Linked DNA regions of Mus musculus: all the other regions are linked to region 6. Evidence: chromatin contacts called from public ChIA-PET, HiChIP or PLAC-seq and promoter capture Hi-C data. All regions are on one chromosome and are shown on one strand. Each heading gives the region's core, a stretch centred on a gene start, on an enhancer-like site or on the middle of the called end of the contact. The rest is flanking DNA. Distances are from core to core; before and after follow the strand shown.

What was found. Promoter capture Hi-C pulls out the DNA fragments that hold promoters and counts their contacts. ChIA-PET counts read pairs in DNA pulled down with a chosen protein or histone mark. HiChIP or PLAC-seq counts read pairs in DNA pulled down with a chosen protein or histone mark.
Region 1: a contact with region 6 is called in an RNA polymerase II ChIA-PET map of memory CD8 T cells, with 6 times the contacts expected there. The contact joins the enhancer-like site here to the promoter of P2ry12 in region 6. A contact is called at or near these places in 8 of 39 promoter capture datasets (the 3T3-L1 cell line, the C10 cell line, cranial neural crest and 5 more), 2 of 484 Hi-C or Micro-C datasets (CD4 T cells and pre-B cells), 5 of 115 datasets of contacts at active chromatin or transcription factors (bone marrow-derived macrophages, large pre-B cells, memory CD8 T cells and 2 more) and 2 of 9 other capture datasets (liver and macrophages).
Region 2: a promoter capture Hi-C map of pre-B cells shows a contact between it and region 6, with 8 times the contacts expected there. The contact joins the enhancer-like site here to the promoter of P2ry12 in region 6. A contact is called at or near these places in 3 of 39 promoter capture datasets (hippocampal neurons, liver and pre-B cells), 1 of 484 Hi-C or Micro-C datasets (CD8 T cells), 1 of 115 datasets of contacts at active chromatin or transcription factors (large pre-B cells) and 1 of 9 other capture datasets (macrophages).
Region 3: a contact with region 6 is called in an H3K27ac HiChIP or PLAC-seq map of microglia, with 14 times the contacts expected there. The contact joins the enhancer-like site here to the promoter of P2ry12 in region 6. A contact is called at or near these places in 5 of 39 promoter capture datasets (the 3T3-L1 cell line, cranial neural crest, embryonic stem cells and 2 more) and 2 of 115 datasets of contacts at active chromatin or transcription factors (large pre-B cells and microglia).
Region 4: a contact with region 6 is called in a promoter capture Hi-C map of hippocampal neurons, with 4 times the contacts expected there. The contact joins the promoter of Mbnl1 here to the promoter of P2ry12 in region 6. A contact is called at or near these places in 11 of 39 promoter capture datasets (the 3T3-L1 cell line, the C10 cell line, cranial neural crest and 7 more), 1 of 484 Hi-C or Micro-C datasets (CD4 T cells), 5 of 115 datasets of contacts at active chromatin or transcription factors (astrocytes, large pre-B cells, microglia and 2 more) and 2 of 9 other capture datasets (liver and macrophages).
Region 5: a promoter capture Hi-C map of liver shows a contact between it and region 6, with 4 times the contacts expected there. The contact joins the enhancer-like site here to the promoter of P2ry12 in region 6. A contact is called at or near these places in 7 of 39 promoter capture datasets (the 3T3-L1 cell line, 3T3-L1-derived adipocytes, cranial neural crest and 4 more), 1 of 484 Hi-C or Micro-C datasets (CD8 T cells), 2 of 115 datasets of contacts at active chromatin or transcription factors (large pre-B cells and microglia) and 1 of 9 other capture datasets (macrophages).

What each region holds. Positions count from the first base shown.
Region 1 is chr3:60,467,994-60,472,048 of GRCm38.p6, reverse strand. No RefSeq gene overlaps it. Among named protein-coding and RNA genes, the nearest start is that of Mbnl1, 31 kb to the left of the region's middle. Within about 2 kb of position 2,453, at least 51 of the 459 cell types and tissues checked have an H3K27ac peak or open chromatin away from gene starts, as enhancers often do. A contact at or near this core is called in bone marrow-derived macrophages, liver, macrophages and 2 more, where this site is marked.
Region 2 is chr3:60,406,539-60,410,144 of GRCm38.p6, reverse strand. No RefSeq gene overlaps it. Among named protein-coding and RNA genes, the nearest start is that of Mbnl1, 93 kb to the left of the region's middle. Within about 2 kb of position 1,409, at least 225 of the 459 cell types and tissues checked have an H3K27ac peak or open chromatin away from gene starts, as enhancers often do. A contact at or near this core is called in CD8 T cells, liver, macrophages and 1 more, where this site is marked.
Region 3 is chr3:60,578,459-60,582,502 of GRCm38.p6, reverse strand. The region is part of intron 2 of Mbnl1 (muscleblind like splicing factor 1); the gene reads right to left. Among named protein-coding and RNA genes, the nearest start is that of Mbnl1, 79 kb to the right of the region's middle. Within about 2 kb of position 1,557, at least 52 of the 459 cell types and tissues checked have an H3K27ac peak or open chromatin away from gene starts, as enhancers often do. A contact at or near this core is called in microglia and neutrophils, where this site is marked.
Region 4 is chr3:60,499,327-60,502,931 of GRCm38.p6, reverse strand. Mbnl1 (muscleblind like splicing factor 1) reads right to left here and starts at 1,753. Exons shown (of 10, transcript NM_020007.4): 1 at 1,509-1,753.
Region 5 is chr3:60,602,868-60,606,679 of GRCm38.p6, reverse strand. It overlaps Mbnl1 (muscleblind like splicing factor 1), which reads right to left. Exons shown (of 10, transcript NM_020007.4): 4 at 2,786-2,986. Among named protein-coding and RNA genes, the nearest start is that of Mbnl1, 100 kb to the right of the region's middle. Within about 2 kb of position 2,354, at least 82 of the 459 cell types and tissues checked have an H3K27ac peak or open chromatin away from gene starts, as enhancers often do. A contact at or near this core is called in CD8 T cells and liver, where this site is marked.
Region 6 is chr3:59,261,638-59,265,630 of GRCm38.p6, reverse strand. P2ry12 (purinergic receptor P2Y, G-protein coupled 12) reads left to right here and starts at 2,646. Exons shown (of 5, transcript NM_001357008.1): 1 at 2,646-2,857. It overlaps Med12l (mediator complex subunit 12-like), which reads right to left. Exons shown (of 44, transcript NM_177855.3): 33 at 3,648-3,757; 34 at 3,286-3,421; 35 at 2,345-2,506; 36 at 347-709.

The sequences.
Region 1 (4,055 bases), core at 1,204-3,703, 1.2 Mb before region 6:
TTCTTTTTTAAAAAAATCTGAAACTTATTTCCTTTCTTTGTAGAGAATAGTTACATCATTCCCCTCTTCTGTTTGCTCCCTCTAGACCCTCCCATACCCCTTCCTTGCTCTGTGTCAAGTTTATGGTCTCTCTGTTAATTGTCACACCCACATACATGTATTTAACATATATCTATAAATACTTAGGTATTATCTGCATAACATCATTTGTATGTTTTCAGGGCTGGCCATTCGGTATTTGATTTCTCAAGCTGTCAAGCTACATTAGTTGCCTGTAGTTCTTTGTATATGGTTACAATGGCTAAATCTACAATATAACTCTGCACCCAAGGCTCAGACATATTTTCCAAAGAGCCATAAAGATAGTAAGACAGAAAACCAGGGAGTTTGCTGAGACGCTATCTCTTGGGAATGTCAGAAGCTACACCCATGAAGCCTCACCACCATAATTTGCCCAAGCATGAATAGAACAAAGACAATAATAAATATGCTAACACAGAAGGAGAAAAATCCCCAGAGGTCTTAATTCCATACCCCAAGCTTTGTATTTAATGGTGTAGTCAATGGACAGATGCATGGGTGAATCACTAAAAATGGAAATATTTTTCATCTTATTACACATACATTTAACATAAATTGACAAGAAGTAAAATAACTGAAACAAACTAAGACCCTTTCCTGTCGTGAAATATCACACAAAGAAAACAAAAACAAAAGATACAAACAGTAATAAACCCAAGTGACATCACATAAAATTTGATTTGAATTCATTAGTGAAATACAGACAGAATAGTCCCCCGAGGAAATGCCACTGCTGAGATTCATTATTAGTTAGGTGATTTTGTTTTTGTATCATGATTTTGTGAATATAACATCAGAATCATTTAGGCCTATAGGCCCAGTCTTACCTCCTCAGCACCTGTGGATATAGTAGTGTCCCCTCATCTATGGGTTCTCTGACTAAAGTTTCAATTACAAGTGTCTAGCCACAATTCAAAAACATTATGTGGAAAACTATGGAAATGATACATTGTGATGGTTTAAATAGGTATGGCCCTATGAACTCATGTGTTTGAATGCTTAGTGATAGGGAGTGACACTATGAGGATTATGTGTGGCCTTGTTAGAGGAAGTGTGTCACTGTGGGGGTGGGCTTTGATATCTCCTATGCTCAAGCTATACTTAGTGTGGCACACAGTCTCCTGTTGCCTGTGGATCAAGATGTAGAACTCTCAGCTTCTTCTCTAGCATCATGTCTGTCTGCTTGCATGCTGCGATGCTTCCCACCATGAAAATAATGGACTGTAAACCTCTGAACTATAAGCCAGTCCCAACCAAATGTTTTCCTTTACAAGAGTTGCCATGGTCATGGTGTCTCTTTACAGCATAAAACCCTAACTAAAACAGATATATAATTTTAAGTTGCCAGAATTCTGTGCATGATGAAATCCCATGCCAGACTCCCTCTATGTGCCTAGTGGACCCACATTGTGCGCACTACCTACCCACAGTCAATTATTATCTACTTTGGTTCTTAGTAGCCCTGCCACACTGTCTTAGGACCTGTACTCAAGTAACCCTGTTTTACTTGATAACGACCCCAACATTCTAGAATAGTGATGCTCTACCCACTTTAATGTACCAAGAGAAGCCATGAAGGACTCCCTCAAAAGGAAAAGGCGAACACTCTTGGCAATTCAAGAAGAAAATAGATCTCATGGTGATGTAATTAATGTTCATGGTAAGGACACAGAAAACACTCACTGGCATAAGTAGGGTTTGGTGCCAATTGTTCTCATGCTTCTACTGTGAGAAAATCTTGAAATATTACCATTTTAGATAATGGGTGGACCACAGAAGTTACGTCTCTTTCCTGACATCAGTACTCTGTCTCTTCTGTCTAGAAGATGAGCATTTATGCTTCTGTGCATTTATTTTGGTGACTATGCTTGAGGTTTTGCCAGCTTCCCAACTTTTGCTCTGGCTAACTAATCCAGCCTACTGCTCTCTTTTTCTTCATCTGAATTTTTTGAGGTAATTACCAACACTGTTTCCTCGTGTCTTTCTTCTATGTTTGTATCAAATGTAACATAGATTTCACCATTTTAGCATGTTATCTGTACCTTCTGAAGCCATCAAGTGCATCCACATTTTTGGAACCTTTAGCTCTTAGCCTTCAGGACTTTCTCATCTATGAACACTGAACAACAACCTGCCCTCCCTGTGCTCCCTAGCAACCACTATTCTATTTCCAGGACTTGACTATTCTAGGTACTATACATAAATGGACTCACATGGTCTTTGCTCTCCTGTGTCTGGTTTATTTCATTTAGGTTCATAAGTGTCTAGCCTCTGTCCAAGTTACCTTCTTTTCTCAAGTTTGGCCAGAGTTCTGCTGTGTGAATATGCCACATTTTGTTCATCTGTCAGGGGACAGTGGGTTGTTTCTTCCCTTGGGGGGTTATGGAGGGTGCTGACCTACACATTGTTGTGCAAGTATCTGGTTGAGCCTCTGCTTCCAGTTCTTTTTGATACACACACACACACACACACACACACACACACACACACACACACACAAAATGATACATCCTCTATTGCCACGGTTAATGTTGGGAGGAAGTGGAACACTATTAAGTTTATTCGTGTCACACTGTCCTTCTGCATTTGTATTCTTGCTTCCTCTTATTCACCAAGTCTCCTTGTTAGTCAGGAAATGAGCTCTGTCACCAAACTGCAAACACATTAAAGGCTTCTCTTGCCATCACTTTTCAGCACATGCCCTCTACTGACCACTTCCTCTCCCTGGAAGTTGAGTTTCCATTCTGGGCTTCCTCCTCGCCTTCTCTGATTTTCTCATAGGAGCTTCTAGCTGTGTAAATGTTAGATACTGCTTTTTCTCATAATTTAGTCTGATAAATTGTCTCATCACACTGTATTTTCAACATGTTTCTACTTGAAGTTTCCATTAGCAAATAGTAACCAATTCTTAATCTTTCCCTTCAGAATGCATGTTTTCCTGGAGAAGTTTTGATGATACATCCTCTATTGCCACGGTTAATGTTGGGAGGAAGTGGAACACTATTAAGTTTATTCGTGTCACACTGTCCTTCTGCATTTGTATTCTTGCTTCCTCTTATTCACCAAGTCTCCTTGTTAGTCAGGAAATGAGCTCTGTCACCAAACTGCAAACACATTAAAGGCTTCTCTTGCCATCACTTTTCAGCACATGCCCTCTACTGACCACTTCCTCTCCCTGGAAGTTGAGTTTCCATTCTGGGCTTCCTCCTCGCCTTCTCTGATTTTCTCATAGGAGCTTCTAGCTGTGTAAATGTTAGATACTGCTTTTTCTCATAATTTAGTCTGATAAATTGTCTCATCACACTGTATTTTCAACATGTTTCTACTTGAAGTTTCCATTAGCAAATAGTAACCAATTCTTAATCTTTCCCTTCAGAATGCATGTTTTCCTGGAGAAGTTTTGATGTTACAAAGTCCTAGGTGTTTCCATGTAATGTGGAAGAAAATAAAATCAAAGATCTGCTTCTATTATTCATTAAGCAAGGCAACCATTATTTCTGTGACATTTCCTCATCTGTAAGGGGGGCCTTAAATATTCACCTAAAAATATTATTGGAAGGTTACAAAACAAAAGGTACGTTCTTAAGGATTGTAATATAACATAAAGACAAAAAGTCCACTCAAATTCTCTCCATTGTTTTGCTACCCATGATGTAAGTTGTGTGATCAATTGGATATGCATATCTTGGTTTTAGCCATACCACTCAGAGCATAACCTATGTTGTGTATTGTGTATATTTGATCCCTGTTATTCATTTCTTATCAAATTTTATCTATAAACTCATATTATATAACAAATTAAATTGTTTTGTGAGATTATTTAAAGTAACTTAAAACATCACTGCATGCTTTTGCACTTTACACCATAATATGAAGATATTTCTAAGATGTGTGTGTGTGTGTGTGTTCATATGTGGACATTTTTGTATAGATATACATAAATGGTTACATATTGGTTAACAATGTATGATTTA
Region 2 (3,606 bases), core at 160-2,659, 1.1 Mb before region 6:
CACCTATGTAATGATGTCTGCAGTAGCCCACATGCTTCTTTTCATGTGAGCTGAAGTATGCATTACTACACAAACTAAAACTTCCCATAGCCATTACTAATTTTTATAGTTTGGACACAGTGGTATTCTTTTTCAACTTTTCTTACTTGGGTCAAAACTCTAAATAATTTACCTAATTGGAAATATAAGAAACTTAAAACATATGTACAGTCTCACTATATAAACTACTGGGCTTCGAAGGACTAAACTGCTCTCCAGACACTCAGTGAGTCCCATTTACAAAGAGCAATAACTTTGCAGGATAACAGTCATTTATTATTGTCATGATTTAGCCAGTGTCTGAGCATCTCAACTTTTCTTAAAGATTTTGGAGTTTTTAAAAATAAATTATAAATTATATATTGTCTTTGTAGTTCATTAACCAGAAAACAAAATGCATGATTACAAATCTGGTATTTCCATACTTGATAATTAACATAAAAAAATCCCATTTCTTACCAAGAAGTGAAAAAGGACTATCATGTTTCCAATTAAAGCTACATTTTAAAAATGCACTACATCCATGTATACAGCTGTGCATTCTGTAAATCATCTTAGATATCCTCAAGTGCTCTGTGTTGCTTTAGATTGATATTGGTGAACTGATCCTGTCAGCTGCTCTGGAACACAGCTGAGAACATGGGCCCTGCACTGCCCCTGTAACTTGTGATCTCACAACTTCTTTGGTGGGGAGCTGGCAAAAGGGATTGCTGTTACTATTCTATTTTAGCTTTTCAGTAAGTGCCAACAAACAAAATTATATTCCTTCCCTTTTATGGCTTTCTTCAAGGTCCTGGACAGCAGAGAAGGCATTTGTGAGGCAGGCAACATTACAGTTAGTGTTAAGTAGCTTATATTTTAACTGCAGGGAATTTGCAATCAGGTCTATACATATTTTGGTTCTTTCTCACAAAGTTACTTGAAAATAGGAAAGAAAAAAGAAGTGTGCTTTATCCCTATTTCTTTTGTTTTTCTTCTGAAATGAGATGACCTTTTAAGAACACCCAGGGAAAGTCTCCTAGTTTGGCAGAGACAGGAAGGACTGAGTCGGGTGGAGTGAAAACGAAAGTAGAGGCAGTCGACACATCTTATTTATATCAAATAATTTTGAAGCAGAAAAGAGAAGTTATTTTCTTTTTGTCACTGAGAGAGGTACTTTCAGCTTCTTCTAAAGGCAGACATGAACAGAGGCTTGGAAGGCATGCAGCCGCTGCTTGGAAAAATGCAAAGGTTTTTTTTTTTTTTTTTTTTTTTCTAGAGTCCTGGTAGCTTGCCACTAAAAACAGTTGCTGCTCCAAGACGTCTGTGGCTCATGCCAGACATTCTATCAACAAAGCAGAGCACTATGGCCTCAGACATGTGTGTGGACTTTTCATGAAGACAACAAAGTGATCTTTAAGATAAGCACGGAGAGCAGAGTCGTGCCACTTAGAACTGGATCAGGAGGGGTCAGCTGGGACCTCTCTGTTCCTGCTCTGATCATACATCCAAAGATCCACTGAAGGGGAGGGACAAGGGCAATCAGCCAATGCTGTGTTCATTTACAGGATTATCACGTTACCTTTCTGGTTACCTTTCTTCAGACGTTACATAAGTAATGTTCTTTAACACAGAAATAGACAGTTTCAGGGATGACAAGAGCTTCTGTTTGCTGGTTAGGTGAGTGAAGTTCACAAAAAGCAAATATGACTGCAATCATGAGCTGCCTGTGAGTAGAGACTTGAGAGAGAGATTTGTTTCATGAAGCAATAAAATATAGTTAAATATGTTTACTTTCAATGGTAAGGAAAGCTTCTGTCAATGTGTATTCCACTTTAGATCAGAAGCAATATTTTCCTCCTGAAAAAAAATACCTCCTTTATCATAGAAATATAAAGACATGAAAGTTTCTTTTATTCCTAAATTGGCTTAAAATATTTCTAGAAAATGGTTTCTGGGTTGAAGGGATGGTTCATTGGTTAAGAACACTTGTTGCTCTTGCCTAGGACCTGGGATTGGTTGCTAACATCCACGTGCCAGTTCACAAATGGCTCTGTAACTCCAGTGTCAGGTGATCTGATGTCCTCTTCTGATGTCCATAGTAGGCACTGTATTCACATGGTGCACACACTGAAAGCAAAAAACTCATACCTGTAAAAATATCTAAGAAGAGAGAGGAAGAGAGAAAGTGAGTGCTATTTCTATAAAGATAAAATGGCATGTCATTGTCATTGAATATTTCTATAGTAGCAATCAACAGCATGTAACTGAATCCAGTCTCTGTGTCAGAGCAGATCACAGTTTGGCCACTTTAAGTGATTCCCCCACTGAAAGCCCTCAGCTATACACTGGCTGTGCCTTTCCCCAGTTTCTAGGTTGAGAAGTATCTGTTTTGCAATCAGGTCTTCTCTCATTAGTCCTGTTTTTCTAGTAATGGCAACTGAAATAGATGCATGTGGTTCTTTCCCTAGGGGGATTATAAACACGTAAAAGAAGGAGGCATAGGTGTATGATGAAATATTGTGTAACCGTTGACTGCTATGTTGCTATTTTCTAATGGCAAAGGAAAAATTACATCATATGACTTGAAGTGAAACAAACATTTAGAAAACATTTTTAAGCATACAAGTCACACACACACACACACACACACACACACACACACACACACACACATATATATATATATATATATTACATGACTTATAGGATTTGGAGATTTATTTTCTTATTTTTCTTTTCCAAATAAGTGGCTACACTTTTTTTATAATCAGCAATCTGTGTAAGTAATTATGAATATTAAAACTAATTTCACAGAAAAACGTAACAATTGGATTTGTGAACCGTGATGAAGCTGTGTGTTTTCAGACCATGTAGCTTACCGAAAACTTGTTTTCTAAGGGGAAGCCGAGAAACAAAGGAAAGAGATTAGCAAGTAACACTCTTCACGTGTCTTTGCTTTCTCCAGAGAAATCTAAGGAAATAACAAGATACAGTTTGAATTTTAGATGTTTACCATGATAATGCTTATATTATGGACTCTTAAGACAAGGGAGTGAAAGGGTTTAGTTTTGAAAGGGTTTTTCTTGTTTTTGTTTTGTGTTTTGTTTTGTTTTGTTTTGTTTTTTTTTATATAGACAGAAATTAGAACTAGGTACAGGATTAATTTAAACACATTTTATTGTTCTCAGTTTTTCAGCAGAAGAAAGCCCACATACATATCAGGGAGCAAAATGGACATTGGAGTAAGAGTGGCCTCTTTAATTCCTAACTGCCACACTTACCAGATATGTCACAATGGCTAGCTCAGATCCTCATCATAAAAGGCTACACAATGCTGTTTTATAGGCAATAGTGAGGACAAATGAGAAATGCATTTAAAGCACTGATAGACTAGACCACGGCCCACAGTTGGCTAGCAATAAATACTGCTTTCCTTTTCTGTAACTGCAGCCTTGGGGACCTGATGCACTCAGCCGCTTTCTCCCAGGACTTTTATCTATGGCACAAGCATCCCGTAGATGGCAGGTTATACTTTCATTCTTAGGGCCAGATAGCCCTCCTCCTTTCTTCCACCTGTGGTTTGTT
Region 3 (4,044 bases), core at 308-2,807, 1.3 Mb before region 6:
TGTTTGCATCTTCTAGAAGCTTTTCTTACATTACTGTACCAAGCTGGAGCAGCTGTTTTTCATAGGGATACCATAGTGCTGGCAGGACACTGAGATGTCCCGAGCTGCTGCTTTTGTAACAGATCTCTCTTCTTCTCAAGTGAGTTCCTTGCCCAGACATTAGAGCTCACCCAATTATGGCTCTTACGTAATTTGCCAGGGCATACTAAAATAGAAAGTGGTTAAGAAAAGTTAAATCAGACGTTTATTACTCAAAAACTAATGACTAACATTAGGTGTTCTGCCCTTTTGTGGTTGCAAAGATACAAATTCTAGGACAGTTGTTTATTCATGGGCAGAGGTAGGAGAAGTATGCTGAATTTCAGAAGATTTCCATTCATCCCCACCCCTCTTTAGAGTTTTCAAACAGCACTTGAAATAAAGTGTAAATATGTACAAGGGCTCATATGGTTAAACTTTCTATCCCTTTAATATTACTCTAATTTTTCAATTGCATTCTAAATTTTTTATCTTAGAAAGATGCGTGAAATTTTATTTCATAAAATAAGTCACATAGCCCCCAACTCTTTCTCTCCAGACCCCCTTTTTCTCTCTTTCTCTCCTAAAGCAGAGCATTGTTTAAGGCTCACCTTAAGGTCCTTAGCCTAGAGTTACTGTTTCTAATGTCTCGAGTAAAGTGAAGAACAGTCATTTTGCTATTACTGCCATGTATAAATTTTAACTCTTTCCATTATCATATAAAGAGTCATCCTAATCCAAAATGTCTTTAAGACCTGCAGCTGTTTCCTTTGTGTGAAAAGGAGACACAAAGACAATCTTGGGGTTCAAGAGGTCTAAAATGTTTTATGGGTGCTGCCTTAGCTGGTTTATAGCACGTGGTCATCTTAAAGAAGATGGTGGTGCAGTCACATGGTGGCTACTATTTAGAAACATCTATTTTACTTAACAAGAGTTGAATATATATACATACATATTCATATATTCAATATGCATACATATATATACACACACATATACATACATATGTATGTGTGTGTGTGTTTTCCCTAAACATGTTGAATCCGAGCTACACATATAGTATCACAGAGAAAATTAAGATTACCTAGGTATAGTCTTGTTTTTTGTTTTTTGTTTTTTTTTTTAACGTATTAGCTTTTGGTTGCAAATTTTAAGCTAACTTTTGTTCCAAATTTTACAGAGTTTATATAATAGTTTTAAAATAATTTTTGAGAGCAAAGAGCAAAAAGCATAGAGATAAAAGATTTTCTAGAGTGGAAAGTAGAAAAAGCTTAGAGATAAGAGACTTTTGTCGAATATTTGCTTGTATGATGGCAAATGTTTTACAATATGTGGGAATTTGCAAATTGATTTGGCGCTACTGCACTAAACTAAGGTCACCTTTTTCAGCCAGACATCATGGCTTCATACAGTCTCTGGCTCCAAAGAGGAAAAGAGAAAAAGGAAAAATCAGGAACTCCACCAGAGGGAGGGTTCTAATTAGGAGGAAGCTGACAGACAGGAGGGACAGGGCTGCAAACAGGAACTCCACCCCAGAGGATGTCTGTATCACAGAGGTCAGGGAAGGTAAAGGAAGAAACAACGGGTTCTAGCAAGCTATGGAGAGAGACCACGCAGGCAGCTTCTAGCAGAGAGGAGGAAGCTCGGAGGGAGCCGAGAACATGCAGTGAAGGAGAAAGGCGTGAGGGAGAGGATAAGTGTTCTGTGCAACAAGAGCTTCAATCTGGGGCATGCTCAAATGCACTGAGAGATTTGTCAGAGAGAGAGATATCTCCAGTCACAGAGGAGAGGCATCCATTTTCTATATGACAGGGGCCCAGGAGGCTGAGAAGAATGGTTTTATAGTAATAGTAAGCTCCAGCAAGTCAACAGAGACAAAGCAGATAGTGCTGCAGTTAAATTTACTCAATAGAAGAGGACTGAGGAGGTGGAGGGAGAGAGAGCCTTTATTTGTGAAGGGCACCCAGGAGGGGGAAGCAGGCTCCAGGAGCCAGAGAGCTGCCCCGAATACCACAGCAGAAGTACAGAAGGTGAAAGGAAGAAGCAAGGAAGAGGAAGACTCTAGAATTAAATAAATAAAAACAAAACAGATACATGCGTATCTTAGGAGAGTCAAGTCTGCAGCTTCGTTTGCTTAGGAAAGGCAAGACCCCTTGAAAGGGAGGGATCCATTTGTGCTCCCACCCAGAGCTTTCAGGACCAGATGTATAAACTGAGGGTTTAGGCACTAGATTTATAAACTAAAGACTTGACTACTCCGAAGTGTTGTTGATGGAAAGACTTTAATTGTAGATACGAAGAAGGACACAGCCAAAGGCATCTGAAAGAGTCCAGACCACAAGAGGAACAGAGAGGGAGAGAGGGAAGCTGAAAGAGGGAAGCCCAGGAGTTGGAGTTTAAAGCAGGAGGTAGGATCAGAAGCGCTGAAAAGAGCCATGAATAGTTGTGCTGCTATACTGAAAGAGCCTAAAGGCCAGCACTGGTTTTGGTTGGTCAACAGTCAACACCCATTGGCCATTTGTCCCTTGACATTGACAGGAAATGGCTCCTTTGGTAGAGAGAATGAGCGCCATATTTTGGGAGAATGGAGCTTCCTAAAACCTGATACTATAAAGAGAAATGACTTTGCTACCCCTGCCACGTATAAATTTCAATTCTCTCCATTACGAACAGATACACTTTTAAAAAACAAAATTATGGGACTCAATGATTCTGTGTTTGTATCCATGCTCAGTAAAAGAAGCTAAAGTTTGTGATTCATTGAGATGACAGTAGAGACTGGCAATACTTTATTACCAATTTTCTAAATTTTCCTTGCCTACCAAAATAGAATTGGAATGAATTCCTCAGAATTTTCAAAATGTGCTCTACTATGAGCCTATGAGGTGGGGGTGGGAAGGGACAGACATTCAGCTCGCCTCGTGCAACTGTGTGCTATTTCTCATTGCTTCCAATTACGATGCCAACACCTCATTGGTCAATTTGCTTTTCTGGCTCTCACATATACTCTGTAACGCCCTGAAGTGTGTAAGGGTGTTTTCTTGGAGACTGTCATGGTGCTCATGCCTGGCCCATGCTTAACAGTATGCTATAAAAGCAAAACAATATCGACAAGAGCTAAAGGCAGCGAATAAGTGAGTCCTTCAAGGTGGTCAGCTCTCCTAGACTTCTGGAGCTAGATGAAAAGTTATGATCCCTTGATGATAGTCTAAGGTCCAAAGAAGCAAGTGTTCTAATGCAAATGACAAGGTCAAAGGGAGGAATGCTCATTGGTATGAGAAGTTGGAAAAAAGAAATGGAAATGTAGGAGAAAGGCAGGAATTCAACAGTAGCTTTGAATACTGAACAAATCTGAAACAGTAACCCAGCACACACTTCCATGAAGACATTATTTTTTAAACACGGACCGCTCTTCTTCATTTTGATTCCTTAAAACTGATATGGGGATAAATTCTAATAGTGGGGTTCAAAGAAGCAAAAATAGGAACATAAATTTAAAAACTAATCCTGCACTTTCCTACCTGTGACTCTGTTGTACTTATTACTTAGTCCTTTGCCCCTCAGTGTCCTCATGAACAAAATGGTAATAACTATATTATCTATCTACTAAGGCAACAAGGGTACATTTCAGTGAAATTTTGTGGGCAGCCCTTGGTTCAGCATGCAGCAGTGGGAGAATGCCAGGAGATGTGGCAGTGTTTATGGTAGGCAGGTTTATCTGCATTTGTTGGATGCTTTCAGTCTCAGTCTGGAAACCTTCAGGCTGTTCTGCCTCAACCGGAACTTTATACAAAGTACGGTTTTCTATTCTACTCTGAAGAGGTCTAGACAAGGATATTTTGGTCCTGTCCTAAAACTCTTTCACAAAGGAGTCCAATCTGATAAGATTGTTACTGATGGTTGGCTATGTTTCCCTAATATAAAAAGAGAAACAGCATTTCATTTCCAAACACTTGATTTCACCCTAAATACCTAAATGTTACAGGTGAGCTTATATGCATGTGCATATGTGCACCAGGGCTTGTG
Region 4 (3,605 bases), core at 504-3,003, 1.2 Mb before region 6:
GAACATGATGGCTTTCTTGAAAGCTAGTTTAGCTGTCACCAACTTTTAAGGAGGCAAAGATGGAAGTGACAGCCACGTGCTTTCTCCCGCTGTGAAATAACTCATTGTCTTCAGGCTACCAACTACATAGTTAACACATCTGCCTCCTGAACTAAATTGTTCAAGGATTCTGCAGTCCTTGAACTTTCACTTCAACTTATCTTTGGGGATCAGAATTTTATCTTACAAATAGGACCAGGTAACAACACCAACATTGTAAAGCCATAGACAGAGACAGCCTGGTTTGGAAAGTTATGGCCTAAGTAAGTTCCTTGTATGAACACTGTGTTGAAACCCAGGAAGGAGGTCTAACATGCCCACTAGTGTACTATTTCAAAGCATGCTGCAGAAGACCTGCGTATCCAAAGGCCGTAATTATGACTTCCCTCTCCTTGAATTAATTTGTTTGTGAAATAGCTCAGAGTGTTGCAGACTTTATTAATCACTTGCTATGGTCTGTGCCTGTGCTGGTGGACACAGAAACCTAAAACAGTGGCAATAACCTTCCAGGCTGCTTCTAACTTTGTTTTTAATCCTGGGGATGCATACCGCACATAAACCCATCTTAGCAGCGTAATAGGCTTGTCTCAACACCCATGTAGCTGTAAAATGCTGTGGGCTAGCCAGGAAGGCTTCAGCTCCATTTATACATACATGCATGTGTGTGTGTGTATGTGTGTGTGTGTGTGTGTGTGTGTGTGTGTGTAATTTCTTTAAATCTCACGTTACATCCTCTAAAATCAAAGTATTCTCATATGGCACATTACTAACAACATCAGACTCGGTCTTTTTTTTGGGGGGGCGGGGGGAGGAGTGAGGAAAGGTTTCATATTTCTCTTGTTTTTATTTAAAAAACCAGTCCATATACTGACTACTTATCATGAAAGCTGTTCTACCAGCCTACTGTGGCTCCACCCGGAAAGCTCTATACTTACTTTTCTTACAGTTTTTGAGTGACGCACTACAAAACCACCAGAAAGGGAGGAAAAGCGGCAGCCCTCTCAAGCAGGGCGTCTTCCTCCCTGTAAACTTGGCAAAAAGCACACTGGACTGAAATACAGCACTCTCCATATAAGGCAGCCCAACTAAACATGTCATGCGTAATTTATGGGTGGCAAGCAGAGCATTAACCTCTGCGTGCACATACTTGGCCCACATGAAGCCGGTGCTGGGTGGCAGCCCCGGCAGAGGGATGCGGGCGCGGCCGGGACCCGCGCGACCAGTGGCCGCCCCCCGTCGACCCTGGCAGAGGTCACCGAGTTCACAGCACTCGGCCACGCACCTGCCCCGGCTCACCGGCCACTAGTCCTGTCCCGCGGCGCCCCACGGGGGCCCGCAGGGAGGCGCGGGACAGGGCCGGTAGCCGCAGCGCGCGATCGCGGTGCGGCCCGGGGACCCCCGAGCGCCACCCGAGGCCGCCGCAGCGCCGCCCGCAGCGCAGAACAATGCGCGGCCGCCCCGCCACTCACCTCTCACGTGGCCGTGCAGGCTGCCCGCCGGGGCCCCGACTGCCCGGGGCATTGTGGGATCGCGACTCCGGGATGCCCGCCACGGGAAAGGGAACTGGCCGGGTCCGGGTCACGGGAGCATGGCGAGCGCCCCGACTCGACGGGCTGCGGCGAGAGACTGTGGCATGTCGCCGTGCAGCCTCTTATCGCCGCGCGCCGGTTTCCGCCGCTGCGCGGCCCCTCCCCCGCGCCAGCCCCGCCAGGAAGGCGCGCGGACGCGCAGAGCTCCCACGCGCAGCCCCGGCCCCCGCCCGCCCGCCCGCTCGCTCGCCCGGGCCCGCGCCGCTCACCGCCGCTCCAGCTCCCGGGGCTCCGCGCCCAGCCCGCGAGGCCCGCAAGGTTAGACGGAAGGTTAGAGTTAGCTGCCCGGCCTGCAGCAGCAGAAGCAGCGCATCGCCTGGAACCTGGAAGGCGAAGGGCGGGAAAGAAGCTTGCACGGGTGTTGGTGGGTATCTTTCTCAGCACTCACAGTTTTGGAGTTCTGCGAGAAAACTGATCGTCACCCAAACACAAACCCAGGCCACCTTCCTGTCCTATCGGCAAATAAAACTTGCAGTTTAAAGGCTCCCTTACTTCCAACTCTGCAGTGTGGTGTACAGAAAGCAAGCAGGGCTCCCTCTTTTAAAATAAAATAACATCTTAGGCGCTGCAGAGGTACTCCCACGCAAACAAGCCCTGGGCAACTGCCCGCCTGAGCAAATGAAACACCAGCTCCTAGTTCATTAGCTGCTGTCCTGTAACTTGGCTTTGAAAGAAAAGAATTCTGGGCTTCTGAGAAGAGATAAAGTTTGAAGATCTGCGGACGGGATTTCCAGTGAATTTCAAGGAATTCTGATAACTTCGTCAGGGATGATTTTTAACTATAAAAACGTTTGTTTCATGGTTTGAACATGAGTTGAGGTGAGTGAATGCAAACTGGATTTCTCCCTCCCTGTTTCTGTTGAGTGGGTCAGGCACACTCTCCTAGGCGGAGTAAATAAATAAATAAATAAATAAAGTACTCCACTAGTTTGCAGAGGTACTAGTAACAGATCTTGATCCTCTGCTGGTCCATGAAACACGGACTTGCTGCTTACTGATCCCTTCCTGAAATAATTAATTAATTAACTAGTACCACTTCTCAGTGTTAATTATTAAAAGTTCCCAAGTCCCCAACAATGGAAACAAAGTAGAATGACAGTAGCATTTTCTCAGAGAACAGAGACAGGGAGTTTCTAACTGACAATTAGTAACCACCAGCGCCTGAGGACTTTCTCAGCATTCATTCCAGCAACTGGATGGAATGTGAGCTATGGCAGAAGTAGTTAAGTATAGGTAGGATGGAGGTAAGTGCAGGAGGATGGAGTACACGGATTGTACTTTTTGGAGCAGCATGGTAGAAAAGAGCACCAGCCAGCTGGTGCTAAGATGGTAGGCAAATATCCAAAATGCCCTTGAGAAAAGGAGGGAAGGCTCCCTGGAGGAACTTATGCAAGCAGCGCCTTGAAGGATGTGCAGAAGTTGCTAAGATAAAAAGAGAGTTGCCTGGATAGGCTAGCTGGCTAGGGAGATGACTCCTGCGTAAAGAAGCTGGAGCTCAGGTCTGAGAACCTGAGTTCAAATTCCGAACATCTAGGCAAGTGTCTGTAACCACAGTGCTGGGATCAGGTAGAGAATGGGAGATATTCACAGCCCATTAGCCAGTTAACTCTGAATTCCAGACTCAATGAGAGACACTCAAAAAAGTAAGTAATAAGATGGAAGGTAAATTTCAGAAGACACCTAATGTGGACCCCTGGCTTCCACGTGCACACAATCATAGGCACAGGGAGTGTGGCACAAGTGGGCCCTGGGACGGTGGAGCAAAGTGCAGAGCACGTGCAAGAAGCCTATCTGTTTCAATGCCCTGTAGAATCAATACAGTCATCTGTTTCCTTTCTTTAAAAGGAGATTAACTTGTCGGCAGAGAAGGAAGCCAGGAACTTCAACGTTATTCAGCAAACTATGAACTAGTTCGCAGGACCAGGGCGATAGGGTGGAGTCTGGACTTGCACTCTAGAAAGATCTTTGGCAAATGCT
Region 5 (3,812 bases), core at 1,105-3,604, 1.3 Mb before region 6:
CAACTTGACATTTAAAATTAAAGGGTAGCAGTTATGAGTTTAGATTTACTCTTATGAGGTCCCTTTTTGGCCCTTGGTAATAGAGAAGTAAAAGGCTTCATGGATATTCACAATAACGTTAACTTGAAGGACATGCAGTATAGCTCCCTACTAGAGATTGTAGAATAAATGGGTCCATACATTTATTTTGCACCATGAAAAATGACTGTGATTCTTTACATGTCGATTTTTATTACTACCAATGTTTTGTCATGAAACACAGGCATGACCTAAAGGTTAGCAATTTCTAATATTTGTACACAGTGTAATAATTTCTTAAGATACTCCTTTGGGCATTAAATTAATACATGGACATTACAGAAAGGATCCAGAGATCACAAAACGGAATTCTAGGAGCGTCTCTTTAGTGACTAACAGACTTGCCTCACTTTCAGAGAAAACCAGTCTGAGCTATACGGTACAGAACATACAATCTTCATAATAATATCCAACAATGAGTGGATAAGCATACTGATACAGCAGCTGTGAATATATGATGTGCACTATATATGCACATACATTTTAAAAATAAGTATTTCAATACTTATTTAGGCTGCTGTTAGAAGTCAATGCATGATTTACATGCTCTATGACATTACATATAAATCAGGCAAATACTCAAATTTTACAAATAAGCGACATGAAGCTGGTCTGACAAACCAAGCATATGTAGTTAACTACCTTACAAGCAGTGTCTACTGGGTTCCTACTTTGCAACTTCAGACCTTTGTATCCCTTTTGGTACTGCCATTGCTAGGTCTTCTAAGGGATTATAAACAAATCTGAAATCACTTTATTGTGTGACAAATTGTAGAAATGGAGAAAAAGATATAACAAGAAGAACAAAGTCAAGATCCTAGCTGAATTAGACCAATTTTACCTCAGAGGAAAATCAAAATTCAGTTGAAGATGGAATGTGGCTTTAATCTCTAAATAACCATAGTATCAACCTTGAGAAAAGAACTGTAGGCATTCCTTTCATGGATTTCGCCCTCCAGTGCTCCAAGGAGCACCAAGGTTGTATGTGTGCATGCATGCCTGTGTGTGTGTTTATGTGTGAGTGTGTGTGCTTATGTGTGCGTGCATGTGTGTGTGTGTGTGCGTGCGTGCGTGCGTGCGTGCGTGCGTGCGTGCGTGTGTTTAAGTTCTGGAATCACACTGCAGAGCAGAAAGAGGCACATGCATGTTTCCTATTTCAGGCCCCAACTATGACTGTGACAATGACTTAGATCTTGGGAACAGAACCAAGGGCATGCTCACTTCTATCAGGAATGCACATAACACAGGAGAGATTGTCCTAGGAAGTAGCAAAGGCAAATGACAAAACTCACAAGCAGCTCTTCATGGAAAGAAAAACAAAATGACAAAATACAAGTATAAAAAAACTACGCAAACTTTCAAGGGAATGAGCAGTTTTGAGCAAGTAGCTCAGCTTGAAGCATATCCTCTTAATGCTTTGAATATTGTTACCTATTAATAATTACTATGTTGGCATTCTTCTTCTCAGACTATTTGAGTCCCATTAATCAACTAACAGTCATGCATTAAGAATCCTGTGTTTTCTTTAGGAAGATTGGGGAAGAAAACTGTTTCAGATGCTGCCCTATTTCATTTGCGGACAGCATTTGTTAGAGAATTACTATACTTGGGAAATGAGAAGCCAAATGGCAGAGTGTATCTCTACAGCAAGGATAGGCTACCTCCCATCTCTTGCTCTGCTCTGACTCCTCTGCAACACAACGGTAGTGACAGCATCTTTCCCATCAGGTTGTTCTAAAGGTAGGCTATGTGATGGCTGTATCTGGCACATCCTCACAAAATGCTACAATATGATATCCTTTCTAATACGTTCAATAGAGTATAATGAATAAATAAGGCATTTTATTATATTTCTAACAGACTGGAAAGTTATTAGAGTCAAGGCCCTCCAAGTGCACCCTACTTTACTTTCCCTGTAATTAGTACACCCAGGCCATCTCAGCCCCAAGTCCGTCCTAAGCAGACAGACAGGAGAGGCAACTCAGTTTTTACTTACTAGGCCATTTTTCTACAGAAACTGTTTATCAAGGCTGTTAATTCATGCCATGCTAAAATTCTGAATAGTAATGTCATACTAGAACTTTATCTCTAATTTCCTTTTCAGTCACAACAGTAAAGTGTGTGCGTCTGCTTATCCTCCGCCCCAAGACAATGACAATCATGTGACAGCCTACTAAAAACGCTTTTATCAGGGTGCGTTTCATAAAACCACCCGCCTGCCTCAATGGAAGTACTTCAGAGGTTATGACAACATCTGCAGAGAGTTTTGTAATAGTTCGTGCACAGCAGCCAATGTGTTCCTGTTTATGAGATCCTCTGGACTTCAGTCATTTATTTGTTCACTCCAATAATCATTATATTGTGTTGATGACTACAAGAAACATTCAAGAAGCAACTGTTCTGGGCCAAACATTTTTTCTAACTCTTTGAGGTTTGAGCATTAGCATCATGTGCAAGATTTTAAGGATACTAAGACAAAGTGGAGAAACAGACACGCTGATCCCAGTTCCAAGCCCTCCCTGAGGAACCTAGACATAGATGCTGACTGATTTTGTAATTGTTGCATTAACCAAAACAGCATAACCATATTCTAGCAAACTTGCACAAACACTGAACCAAGACATGTTCATTCAGTTTAAAGTCACTCTGGCTACAAACACTTGAAGAACTGTAATGGAAACTATGAAGGTTCAACTCTTTATCCTACCTCCAGTCTGTCTGTCCGCATTAACTTCTGTGCAGCAGCTGCGGCAGCTGCTGGCACTGGAACTCCAGGATTCCCCGTGACCAACATTGGTGCAGTCGGCAAGATCTCTGCTGGAACCAGGCTTGGGGAAACAGGCCCCAGGTAAGGGTTAAAGGCTGCTGATGCACTGGTGGCTAAGCTTGGTGCAACTGAAAACATTGGCTGCAAATTGAAACAAAAAGCAAAACTTAATGGCAAGTCTCCATTCCAAATTGATACTCTACTTACAGAGTTATCATTTATTCTTCATCTATCATTCATTCTTTCTTCCTTAACTTCTATTTAATTCTGTCTTTAATTTAGTCTAAGAAGATTTCAGTATACTGATATTTGCTAAGTCATTGTTTTTCTCCAAATCTAGCAGGCAGAATATGCATTCATATCTCCAGAGGGGGTTCGAAGATTGGCATCTAGAATACTTGTGGTTTAACGTCTTAAATATCTTAGTACAGACACTTGTTTGTGCTCACCCAGTCTCCACCTTTGTGACTCAATCCTAGAAATGTGTCTGAGAAACACACTGTGTAACTGCTGTCAGATATAGTGGAAAGGTCTGTTCTCAAGTGTTAACAGGATATAAGTGCCTATCATCTGAGCAGACACAGATGTCCCAGGGGATCACAGAGCCCCACAGCCAGCACATTGACCAAATCTGTGGGCTGTGAGAGGTGATGATTACACTGTCTTTTGAGCACAGAAGAGATAGCATTTGGCCTGGTCACTTGATGTCGGTTTCTCAGAAGAAAGGTTCAGTGTTCTACAAGCCCATCCCATACTTGTGGGGCACTCAGCAATGGAAATTAACCTTCTCCAGAAAATGTCTGGAATGTGAAGCCTGACAGAACATTTCCCAGGAAATGCCACAGAATTATTAAAAAACATGGGATGGGCTGTCAGCGGGCAGGACACACTGGGGTGATGCTACTGCATTCAATGGAGAGAAGCCAGGGATCTACTATGTGTAAATGGCATTCTTTAATATGAGAGC
Region 6 (3,993 bases), core at 1,397-3,896:
AAAGCATAGAGTGAACCAGGTGTGGCAGAAGCTGGCAGATCTCTGAGTTGGGGCCAGGCTGGTTTACAAAGCAGTTCCAGGGCAACTGGGGTTATGTAGAAACAAATCCCACATCTCCTCCAAAAACCCCTACCCCCACCCCCCAAAAAAGTGGTCAGTGGGAAATGAAAAGCTTTCTACCTGTCACCTATGAGAATTCATTCGTTAGTACAGACACTTGTTAGGAAACTCTACGTAAGAAAGCTGCTAGCATTCTTTGTAATGTTTCTAGGTGTAGAGTTCGGCCGTAGGTAAATCCCACACTAGGTGCCCATGACCCCGTCTTTTCCTTACACCCCCCACTCACATCGATGCGTGAGCTCGATTTTGTCTTACGCTTCCTTCCCTTTGTCTTCTTCTCTTCATCAGCTGTAGCTTTTCCTTGATCTGACAGCTCAGCTGATTTCCTTTCTGGTTCCTGAGAAACTGGAGACGTGAGTTCTTCCTCTTCCTCCTCAGGAGGTAGGGGCAGCGGCTCGAGGTAGTAGCTTCGGGGCTTGGGCATGGTGTGCGTGTGGTACAGAAGGAAGTGCTGCTGCTCCTCATACTTGATCACCTTCCGGTCCACACGGACAGTGCCGAACCAGGCCCAGGACAGCGGGGCTGGGTTCTTCTGACCCTCAAACAGGTCCCATGGGGACACTTTCTGCTTCGTAGAGACCTGGAGACCCTGTGGGAAAAGAATGTTCTGTGACAACACAACCTGGCCTGTCCCCAACCCACAGGGCAAGCTTGAAAGCGTGCGGTTGGAAGGTTGGAACGAGCTAAGGGAACTCAGTAGACAGGAATGTTCATCTAAGCAGTGTGAACTGGGGTTCAGGACTTTGCAAGTTCAGTTCTCCAGTGCTCTGTACCACCTGACACTCCTTAAGGCATCTAAAAGTGAGCTAAAATATTTTAGTATAAAATGACATTCTCATTCAAGTATGTTGTAGAAAATATAATCTCTCAAGTATCCTGTAAAGTTGCTGTTAGAACCATCTCAGGAATCCATTATTTTTAGTATTATACAAGATTTAAAAGTCAATATATAGTCTGCCTCTGATGTATGAACTCAATTTAGTATATATTTCATGTACATGTATGTGGCTTTCTCTGAATAAAATTTTTTGGGAGAAAATTAATTACAGAAACAGGTACAACACAAATTAAGTCTTTCAATTCCAAGGTATCTTTACTGAATCCAGGTAAGGAATTCAATTTTGTTTCTGAAAAATAGCATGCTTTTATTTGTAATACTAATGGGTAACATTTCTTAGTAATTTTGCAAGTATACCTATTTAAAGACATTTCTCCTCAAAACGGCCAAGGTACCCCGCCCCCCATGTGAGCATATCTGTTTTTGTCTGTCTTCCTCTTTAAGTGTGACTTCTTCTGACACTACCAGTAATGTCACCACCCACTGCTGTCTGCCATGTGATGAAATCGTTCTCCTGAGTAGAACTCACATCTAAATGGCTCCTGGATGCCTTCTGAAAGAAGCCCAAGTCACCCTTATTGTGACTTCTGGTTTTCCCCTCCCATGGCCACACTGCTATGGCATTTGAGTTAACTCTGAATTCTGGTGGCATGGTTTTTCCTCTTAACAGTCACCTTTCTTGCCTTTCCTTAAACTTTCCCCACCTGTCCTATACTTTTCTGTATACTTAGTCCGTCAGGATGGTCTGTGTGTCCACTATTGTAGGACCCCTGTTCTGACTACCTCTGCCTGTGTGACTTAAACCGTTCCCCGTTGGTGCCATCATGACCTGACCTGCACGTCCCGTTGCATGTAAAAGTGCATCTACTTCCCCCTAAGGGCAGGGATTCCCTCCACCATCTCCATTGCTGCAGTGCCAATGGCTACTCAGGCTGGCCTTTCTGTTATTTTAAAGAACCTTCCAAAGCGTTGTATAGAAAGCAAATGCCCATCTAATACTGCTTCTTAGAGACTACGTAGTGTTGTAACACAAGTTTTACTAAATACTGCTTACTCAGCAAATGAAAATTCTTATCAGCACACATTTTCTTATATAAACATAGCTTGTTTCCTATCCTGATGTAAAATAATAATTTTATTTTACTTTTATTTCTTATGCTAAGCTGTTACTTAAGTTTTTGGTAGATTCTAGAAATGCCCTGAAGTCCAGATAAGCATTTTAATTGGGAGATCTTTGAAGATAATGGCTTTTTTCTTTTTCTTTTTGCAATGCCAATAGCTATTGTGCTTTGATGACAAAAATTATACCACTGAAAATTAAGAAAAGTCACTTGGCTTCTATAACTAGATATATTTATATATGTGGGAAAAAACATTTACTCTTGCCTGTTTTTTATCAATAGAGTCAAATCCAGCAATTTTGTTTCCCTTTGTATCGATCAAAGAACCCATGGGTTCACACGTGATGACATCGCAGGTCTGCTTTGGCAAAGGCAGCAACTGTCGAACTTTGTCAATGCTTTCTGACCTCTTGTCTCCTAGTTCTTTCTAGAAGAAAGAGGGGGGAAAAATGTAAAAGCAAGAGAGAAGTGAGGCAAAAATTCTGACTTTACAATGAAGCAAAAGCTAACAAGAAGGAAGTTCCCCAGTGACACATTTCCTTTTTTTTAGGGCTAGTATGTCTTTAGTCCTTAGCGCAGTCTATGGAACAGCTGCAAATTGGACTGGTGAAATGTTTCATTTCTTCTATTCAAGTAGAAAATCAGGGTGCACACAAAGGCAGTCTTGTTCTCCATGACAAATCAGAGTGCTGAAATGACAAAACGCCAGTGTCATTTGCTGTCACACAGCAGGAGCTGCCGCACGGACACTTTCCCGTATCCAGGGTCACAGTGCAAGGTAACCATCAGCTTTTTTACTGTAACGTCTTCAGATTATGTATTTGCAATGTCTATTTGCCGTTCATGTCCAGGACTGTTAGTGGATTTACAAATTCAATGCAGAGCTCATTTTTTTTTTTCCCACTTGCATGTGTAAATCCAAGCATGGGTTCAAAGGAAATCTGACACTGGAGTTTTGGTTAGATATCTGATAATGCATTTTTAAAATCCTTAAAAATTAAAACACATTTTATTTGAGCACACCTTTTCAGAGAAAAAAATCGTTCAAATATCATGCTTGTAATTTTGAAGGACTGACAGAGTAGGTAAGATAACAAATAACCACAATCTGCTGAATCAGCTACACATGTAGATTAATGAGGAGGAAATTAAGACAATAATCCATAAACAACATGATTTCAGAGTAGAGGCTGATCACAAGCTTACTTTCAGTTTCTTTACTAAGTTCATGTATGCACGTTTGTTCTCTTCTGATCCCCCGGGGGAAGCACTTGATAGGTCAGAAGCCAGGGTTCCATTGATTAAAACACCCAGCATGTCAAGAACCGTTGTGAATAATTCACTGAGAAGAAAGAAAACCCCATTTTATTCTCACAAACAAAACCCGGACACACAGAATTGCCTAAGCATTTCTACTGAAAGTGCTAAGTTTTTAATGACAGCTAAATCAGTAAGTGGCAGAATTTCCTGTCAGTAGACAAAAGCTTGTACCATGCATGCATGCAGGGGAAAAAAAAAGGTATAAAATGATAAAAAACAAAATAAAACAAAACAAAAACCCAACATACTTGTTAGTGTGCATGTCAACAGTTCCCGAAGTAATTATCTGGAGGAGTAGGAGGGCCCAGTCGGTGGTCCCCTGCGTGCTCCGCTGTACCGTGTCAAACATTCCTCCTACCTAGCATACAAAATATGATAAAGATTTTGTATTGCTACCCCTATTACCATATGTGCCCAAATGTTGATTTGTTAAACCAGAAGTGATGTTAAGAACTGGTTCTTGCTAGCCACACTATGGATTATCCTACAACTGTCTCTTCTAGCTATGTGGTTATCACTGTTTATGGTTCTTTCCACAGAGGCTAGGCATTCAAAACTTAACAGAAAGTGTAACACTTGAATGTGGGCAGTCAC